2 separate regions of the Hordeum vulgare genome follow, and region 1 is linked to region 2. Evidence: chromatin contacts called from public Hi-C data. All regions are on one chromosome and are shown on one strand. The core of a region is the stretch at or near the end of the contact, and the rest is flanking DNA. Distances in the headings are between cores, read along the strand shown. Region 1 holds the start of LOC123452555. Region 2 holds the start of LOC123398678 (patatin-like protein 3).

Region 1 (4,027 bases), core at 1,402-3,901, 150 kb after region 2:
GATGGCTAACAGAATCTGTCGATACCTGAGTAATGGAGAATGCAACAGTGAGCCAAGCATAACACACATATGTAGAACTATGACATGAATTAACCTTCTTTGTTTCATAGGAAAACTGTAGGGGAGGCCCCGACAGTAAACTCTTATATGATCTCATCCTCTTCAAAGATAGAAATGTACTACCCCGTCCCAAAATAAGTGCCACTGATTTAGTACAACTTCGTACTAAACCAGCGACACTTATTTTGGGACGAAGGGAAGTATTGCAGAATTCCTACCGGGTAAATAAATGATACACTGACAACACTTCACACATAATGAAATAACAAGAGCTGTATTTATTAGGAACGGTAATTTTATATTGAGAACTGAAAAATACCACCTCAGAGGTATCCAGATATTTTGAAAAGGATACAAGCATACAAAGATACCTTGTAATGTCAAACGAAAATTTGAGGATATAACGTACTCCCAGGAGTAACATGGCCGTAAATATGATGTTTCCTAACAATGCATCACCCAGAACCTGAAGAAAGGAAGAACACCCAATACACTGCTTAGGTGACGAGAAGTGGAAACATTTGTTATCTGAATGAAGTCAACTTTAATCACCTCGCTGCAATTGCAAATTGTGGACAATGTGCTCCTGGAAGAATCTCCATCAGCTTTGTTGTTTTTTGAAACTGATATTCTGACTACATAGTTATGGGCAGCTTAGGTTGAATGTTGGAAACTACCAGAATTAAAATAAATAAAAAATTGAAATGAAAATGGATACAAGCGTCAAGAACGATATGCATCACAATGAACTGGCACAGTATTCCCTGCAAAACAAAACAACAACCAGACACATAAGAGAAAAGGAATATTCGGACTTAGCCACTGAATAGTTTTTGAAGGCAAAAGGCAACATATTATGACTTATGAGCAAGGAAAAATTATACAAAGGTAGAAAATATTACAACATGAGTGCCAAAATGCAGTTTGAACTTAGAAGAATTATGAATAGATAGCTATATTTTCCATGTAATCAGCTTACATATGCTCTTGTTGGATGGACTGCCAAGGCATAAAAGGCTGAAGGTGTCATATGATACAGGCACAATATGAACAAGAAAAATAGCAGGCAGCTCTAGGACAGATGAAACTTCAAATTCTCAAGCATCGGGACTCATAGTAGTGAGTAAATCGTGAAACTAGGAAAGTACTGATGGTGCTAAATTGCTAATTGTTATCATCCTTTGTTTGTTTGAGTAAAACGAGTAAAGTAGATATGGCAAATGAAGTACTTGTGATATTAATGCAAAAGAAGAGCAGATCTAGGCCAGATGAAACTTCAAATTCTCAAGCACCAGGACTTATAGGAAGTATTGAGTAAATTGTAAAACTAGGAAAGTATTGATGGTGCTAAATTGCTAACTGTTATCACCCTTTGTTGCCTGAATAAAAGTAGATATGGTAAATGAAGTACTTGTGCTATTAATGCAAAAGAGGAGCATCCACAGCAATTCAGCTTCCATATTCCGATAGATACACACTGAGTAAACTGTATAGTTTAACTCAAATGATCATGGTAACAACAAAAAGCATCACATCTATAAATTAACTGCTCTGCATGCTTAGAGCATTAATATTAAAAGCTCAGCAAAAAAGAGATACATGGCGCAGAGCGTTTTACAAGCGGAGTCGGCCTTAGGGAGTTTGAAAAGGCGGAACAGCACTTGCGTGAGGTTGCATGGTATCATATGGTTCCCACCTTGTCAAGAGATGAACCAATGTGCAGCTTATTGAACAGTAGATGTCGGTATGCCCTGGTCTTGTGTAGAATCAGATCGATCAAGATAATCTACAGTGGTGAAAGAAGAGTAAGATGGTTAAGGCCACACAGCACATCAGGGATGCAATAACTAGGTGCGACGTACATAGACAAACGGTCGAATAAGGGTGCAAGAGGGACACCCACATAATCCCGCCAAATCGATAAATCCACTATAATAAAGTGAACTAACTCCATCAGACTAAAATCGCAGCTATTTTTGGCTGACTTAGGGCTACGAAGCAGGAGCACGCCGCGCGCCACTTGCACCCGTACGGTCAAATCACACATATAGCAACAATTTGAACCCATGCATCATTGATCATCATACCATACCATACCATGAATTCACACTCGATGTAGGGATCAGCGACAGCCTTGCAGACATCCTACACACGAACAGCATCCAGGGTTAACACCGGATTGCACGCAGAGGCCAAACGCGATGCGTCGGGAGTAGGGGGTGGGCTCTTACGCATTTCATCAAACGGATGTTGCCCGGGGAGTACTGCACGAAGAGCGTCCTCACGCGCCGGCCGCAGCCGACGCAGCGCGGCGCCTCCCCTTCCGCCCCGTCGTCCCCCATCGCGCTGAATCCGCCCGCGCGAGCTCTGGAGACATCCAATCACAGTTACAGCGTGGGTCGGAGCACGGGGAGGGCGGGTGTGGAGGCGGATCTAGGACGACGAGGGACTCGCCGCGGGTAAGACAGCGTGGCGGCGTACCTGCAGCGCGCGGTGGGGGCCTGGAGCCGCAGCTCGTAGGCGGCGGGCGGAGCGGCGGGCGGAGGCGTGGCCGGCGGCGTCAGTGAGAAGCAGAGTGTGCCGCCGTCGTCCAACTGCGGAATGCAATTGATGAGCGGCCGGAGGCGATGCCAAGCAGCCTGGTGGGCCGGCAACAGTAGCCGAGCCCGACTCGTTTCTCGAGATGGGCCTTTCTCCAAGACGGGCCTGGGCTGGGCTGGCCGGCCGACGGGTCCTACCTGGCACGCGGAGAAGATACTAGTCTCGGTATGTCTAAAAAAAAAGATACTAGTCTCGGGTCGTTGGGTTTCGGTTCTGGTGTCTCCGACCTGCTCCGTCTCCGCCTCCGGCATCGGCACGGTGTCCCAAGGCGACGAGATCGCCGTGAGATCCAGCGCCGCCGCCGCCGCCACGTCCGCTAGCGCGTCACTGCCTTCCGCCGCCCCCCCTTCCCGGTGAGCAACTCATCTCGCCCGCCCGTTCCTCCCGTCCGATCTGGGGGAGGGTTTGCCGTCACGGCCGGCTCGAATCTGACGGAGCTTCCCTCCCCCCTCGCGCCTCCTGGCGGGGTTGTCAAGGGCCCTCCGCCGGATGCGACGCGGTGGAGAATTCCGTACCGTTCTGCTGTGTATTTGCAGAATCGTTGTGCGCTTGTTTGTGGAGAATTCCTGTCAAATCTAGGGACTGCAGCTTGATTTTGTCCTCGTGCTTGCCTATAGCATGTCTGACGAGGTTGGTGTGTTCTGTGCCCAGCTGCAAAGATGGGGAGGATACCGTCCCTGAAGAACTTCAATGCGTTCCCGCACGCCGAAGACCACCTGCTGAAGAAGACTTACTCGGGTGCTATAGGTACATAGATACATAATATGCTGCCTCGTGAACTGTTTTCTGCTAATGGATGCTTATATCTTGGAGATTTGTGTCTAATACGCGCCATCGTTGGTATGTTGGCAGTGACGATTCTCGGGCTAATTGTTATGGTAACACTTTTCGCGCATGAGCTCACGTTTTACCTTACAACCTATACGATGCATCAGGTACGTTTTGTTCTTGTTCACCTTTTCATGTAGTTTGGCTAGCATATGTAGCTTATTGTGATGTCTATGTTGTTCTGTCCATTCTTACCCAACTTTTATGACTCTAGTTTGTGTTGGGAATATGCCTGTAGATGATTCAAATTTCTCCTGTTTAAGTTTATTCACTATGACTTACGAAACCAATCTGGCCAAGGAATCTGCATGATGACAAAGGAACTATGAAAGAGAGCAGTTAGTTACATTTATATAAAATTGTGTGCCCTTTGATAGTCTCATTGTTGTTAATATCTGCTAGTTGTTGTTTTCATATTAGTGAAAACCAACTTGGACGTTGTGGTTCTATTTCCCTTGTTCGGAATGCCATCTCAAGTTTTTCTTCAATATCTGCAGATGTCTGTAGATCTGAAACGAGGAGAAACTCTACCAATTCA
Region 2 (4,195 bases), core at 377-2,876:
GTACGACGCCGGAGCGGCGTCTCCGGCTGCCGCCGCCGCCTGCTGCTTGACGACGGCCGGGGCGGCGGCGCCGAGCGCGCTCGACCCTCGGCGGTCGCGCTCCTTGACGAGCTCGTGCGCGAACCGCTCCAGCTTCTCGGCGTTGGTCTGCTCCGCCAGCTTCTTCCCACAGAACAGCACCGACTCCACGTTCTTCTGCGACAGCATCTCCTCCGCCGCCACGCACCCCTTCGCCGCCGCTGCCGCGCATCGGCCTCCCCGCGGCGACCCCATCGCCTGTATGCGTGTGTAGTTGCTCGTCCTGTTATGCCCGAACGCCATGGCCACTGCTTGATCCACCTGGCGCGAAAATGTCGGAAGCGTTAGGCCAAGATGCATGCAGTGCAAGAATTAATGGACCACGCTTGCAACTTGCAAGCGAAAATGGTGGTTGGGTGGACTCTGAGGCTGAGTTCACGTGGGTTAATAATCTCGTACCATGTCGGACACGCCCTCGGCGGCGATCCTGACGATCTCGGACGTCGACGCGCCGCCGGTGCCGGCGGCGGGGCGCTGCTCGCCCTCCCCGCTGCCGATGGAGATGACCAGCAGGTCCTCCACGCCGGAGGCCAGCGGGAACTCGCGCTTGTTGTTCAGCACGTGCGTGATGGCGGCCGCCGTGGGGTTGCCGAGCGCCACGCCGCCGCCCACGGCCACGATGCGGGTCGACCCGTCGCACGACCGCACCTCCACCGCCGACGACGAGCGGTCCGACCCGGCGCAGGTCGCGGCGCACACGTCGCGCAGGCGGAAGTCGTAGGCCGGGTTCTCGACGGCGTCGGCGCGGGAGAATAGGAACGGCCCCCCCGTGGCCAGGTCGTAGCACGGGACGAGCACCGGCCGCGCGGTGTCCCGGAGCGTCAGGTCGCCGAACACCTTGCGGAAGGCGGCACCGCCGGCCGGGCGCCGGAGCAGCGCGCGGAGGCTCCCGGACGAGGACGACCAGCCGCGGCGGAGGCTGCGCACGAGGAACGCGAGCGCGTCTTCCGCGGAGTAGAGCGGCCGCGCGTCGTCCTTGCCGCGCGCCACCAGCATGGCCGCCAGCACGCCGCCGGCGCCGGAGCCCGCGGCCACGTCGAAGAAGTCCGCCAGGCGCGCCTTGGGGTCCCCGGTGCGCCGCCGCAGGGAAGCCTCCAGCCTCACGAGCGCCGCGCCGGCGAGCAGCCCGTCGGCGGCGCGACCGCCGCCGTCGATCGACAGGATGCACACCTTCCCCGCCTGCACCCGCGGCGGCGTGTCCTTCGCAGCCGCGGGCGGCGTGTGCGGCGAGCCACCGGCGAAGAGGAGCTTGGGGTCGTCGTAGCCGAACAGGAACTTGCTCTCGAGGATGGAGAAGATCTCGTAGGTGAGCTTGTCCACATCCATGGCGGCGGCCGGCCCCGCTGGAGCCTGTTCCATTCTGTGGTCGACGCCGGCTGGAGCGCGCGCGCGCACGAAGCTGAGAGGAGGCGTTGTGCGTTCTGCTGTGTGCGCACGGGGGGCGGGCGTGGAGAGCAGAGCACCGAGCAGTTGCCGGCCTTTTATAGTGGCGGGAAGGTAGAAGGAGGGCGTGGGTTCGTGGCGTTGACTCGTCTAGCCCACCGTGGCGCGAGCCCAGACCGGAGACACCAGTAATTTATTTTTCTTACTACTTGTATTGTGCAGTAATTAATATGAGGATCGTGACTGTCACAAGAAGTGCGTCGACCATTTTTACAACACATCAAACATTCATATAGACGCGCCTACACTTATCCATATAAACGTACATATATATATCATATATTTATGATCATCTTTAAAAGGTTAACTGACATATTATTTTAAGATTTACGAAGTTATTGTAAAATTATATGAAAGATTGGACGGTGACTATTATTCAAACATGCTAAACCTACGGGTTTACTATGACCTAATTACAGTCCATCCGTCCCACATACCCCCTCCTTACGAAATTACCTAATTCAAAAGAAACCGTCATTTTGAGAGCTTCATGGGACTCATAAAAAATCACCTAAATCCTGAAAAAACTTAAAAGAAAAGCAATTCTAGGAAAAAGTAGCAATATCGTATTTCCCGGAGGTTAAATTAGGATTGCTTGTTAATGGTTGGTCAATCTTGATGATTTTCCTTCATACGAATTTACTTGTCGTGAAAAATGGATGTTGCTGACGGAGTAAGTACTCAACTTCTCCTTGAATTTCAGGGTTGAAGTCACTTTTCCAATTAAGGGCATGTACAATGATGACATACGGATACATATGTCCCATGATAAAAAAAAACAACTTGAAACATTGATATTAATTTTTCTGTACAATGCAAGCTATCATCAGGGTGCCTCATCAAGGAATAAAATAAAGACTCGAATACACATGTATCTTTACTTTTCACTCTAACTTTTTCAGCCTTTTACACCGGACCACACATTTTCTCTTCAAGCACCCGCCTCCTGCATAGGACCCCGCTTCCTTATCCGAACCTACTTTTCTGACATCCGATCCTACATGACATACTCTCATTTTATCATCCTGAGGCTATGCATTATACATGCCCTAATAGCCAACCACAACTTGCCACGTGCACTGTTTCATGGTCAGCAGTAAATACCCCTGTAAAGATCTGTATGTGTAGCATTACTCTCATTTTATTATGTTTTATTTTGCGGGGAGTTAGTTGTTGGATCGATGTCCAGTGTGACGTGAAAGATCTCGGCAATGGTTAGGGTTTAGAACGGGTCTAGCATAGCCACACAATATACCTGTCTTCCATTTCGCATGACCCTTATCAAGATAACATTAACACATATTTTTTGTTCACACAAATACAAAATAACATTAACATACATGGTATTGTCGACACCAACTATATTAGTGATCCACACAAGTAGAGTACACATGATTCATGAATGCCCAAAAGACAACTAAATATGACCAATAACTACAGATGTGCTCTCCTAGACTTCTTTTCTTTGAAGTCAGCAACTATATCATCATAACTAATTTGTCTATGATTTCTGGCTCTACTTGTGGAAGCAAGCAGTCCGCAAGAAACTCATTTTCAATTTTGTTGCACAACCTTTACTTTATAACTTCCGAACCGAATACTCTATCCATGATGAGAAACTCTTGAAATAGCTATACTGGAATCTTATTTTAGCCCCTTGCAATCGAGAAACAAAAGCCTTATACTTTCATTTTGGTTGCATTGGACCCAGTCTAAACTATGATCGTCTCCCGGGCTATACTGCCAAACTTGTGGATATAATGAAGTATTTCACTGCATGAATTCAACGCCTAAAGAATGGTATGTGTTCTTCTTCTTCCTCTTGACCTAGTTTTGGTTCTTTTCTTACCATTGGCAATGTTCCTACTCTTCTTCATATTGTCTCCAATCTTCCAATTCATCTTCACCTTCCTCCTAGCCCTGACTTACCAACTCCACAGACGTTAGAGAACCATGGGTGGTGTAAGTTGCTGGATGTTCTTGTTCGACACTTCCTTCACTTCTCTTTCGTTTGGAAACAGACCCCATGGTCTGTTGTTTCACTAATGTTACCTCAACCAAAAATGCAAAAAAAATATTGTTACTTCTCTCAATCAAAACATGGTTGACTACCCATTACTATAACCACCAAAATCAAGTTGCTTTAATGGGTACAAACGTGTTTACCCTCATCCCGGGGGGTCATGGAAATTTGGCAATCGATGTTTACATGTCAAATTGCTACTTTGCATCCGAATCTTTCATATTTCAACCCATAAATCCATACAAAGCATGCAAAACAAATCCTATGCACCTGGGACAGCCCGAGACCGACGCTCCAGAAGATTCCCCTTTTATTCTGTTCTCGTCGCGTGGTTCGTTTGCCTGTCGCATTCATCATCGCATCATGCGCATCATCTGCATTGCATCTACACTCCGTTGTCGTCAGTTTGCAAAACTTGCATCCGTTAGTAGTTATCGGTTCTCTCCGTTTTCGTCGTTGACTATTTTGAGCCCGACCACACACGCCCGCGCCCGCGACATCGATAAAATATTGTTTTTAAAGGTGTACAATTTTTTTCTTAGATTGGGTTGAAACTTGGCGTGCAGTCTTATTTTAGGGTAGGTAGACCGCCTGCCAAATTTCGTCGCGATCGGAGTTCGTTTGATAGCCGAATAGACGACCGTAGTGGCA

The links. Hi-C and Micro-C count contacts between places; a contact is called where the count stands out from the background.
Region 1: a contact with region 2 is called in a Hi-C map of seedling, with 4 times the contacts expected there. The contact joins the promoter of LOC123452555 here to the promoter of LOC123398678 in region 2. A contact is called at or near these places in 4 of 6 Hi-C or Micro-C datasets (leaf and seedling) and 1 of 1 datasets of contacts at active chromatin or transcription factors (embryo).

What each region holds. Positions count from the first base shown.
Region 1 is chr5H:541,001,319-541,005,345 of MorexV3_pseudomolecules_assembly, forward strand. It overlaps LOC123452555, which reads right to left and starts at 2,652. Exons shown (of 11, transcript XM_045129220.1): 1 at 2,542-2,652; 2 at 2,292-2,427; 3 at 2,158-2,205; 4 at 1,757-1,846; 5 at 779-824; 6 at 613-695; 7 at 470-526; 8 at 1-25. The coding sequence starts at 2,402. LOC123452557 (probable endoplasmic reticulum-Golgi intermediate compartment protein 3) reads left to right here and starts at 2,831. Exons shown (of 12, transcript XM_045129223.1): 1 at 2,831-3,014; 2 at 3,313-3,408; 3 at 3,514-3,596; 4 at 3,987-4,027. The coding sequence starts at 3,321.
Region 2 is chr5H:540,855,561-540,859,755 of MorexV3_pseudomolecules_assembly, forward strand. LOC123398678 (patatin-like protein 3) reads right to left here and starts at 1,627. Exons shown (of 2, transcript XM_045093126.1): 1 at 478-1,627; 2 at 1-339. The coding sequence starts at 1,437.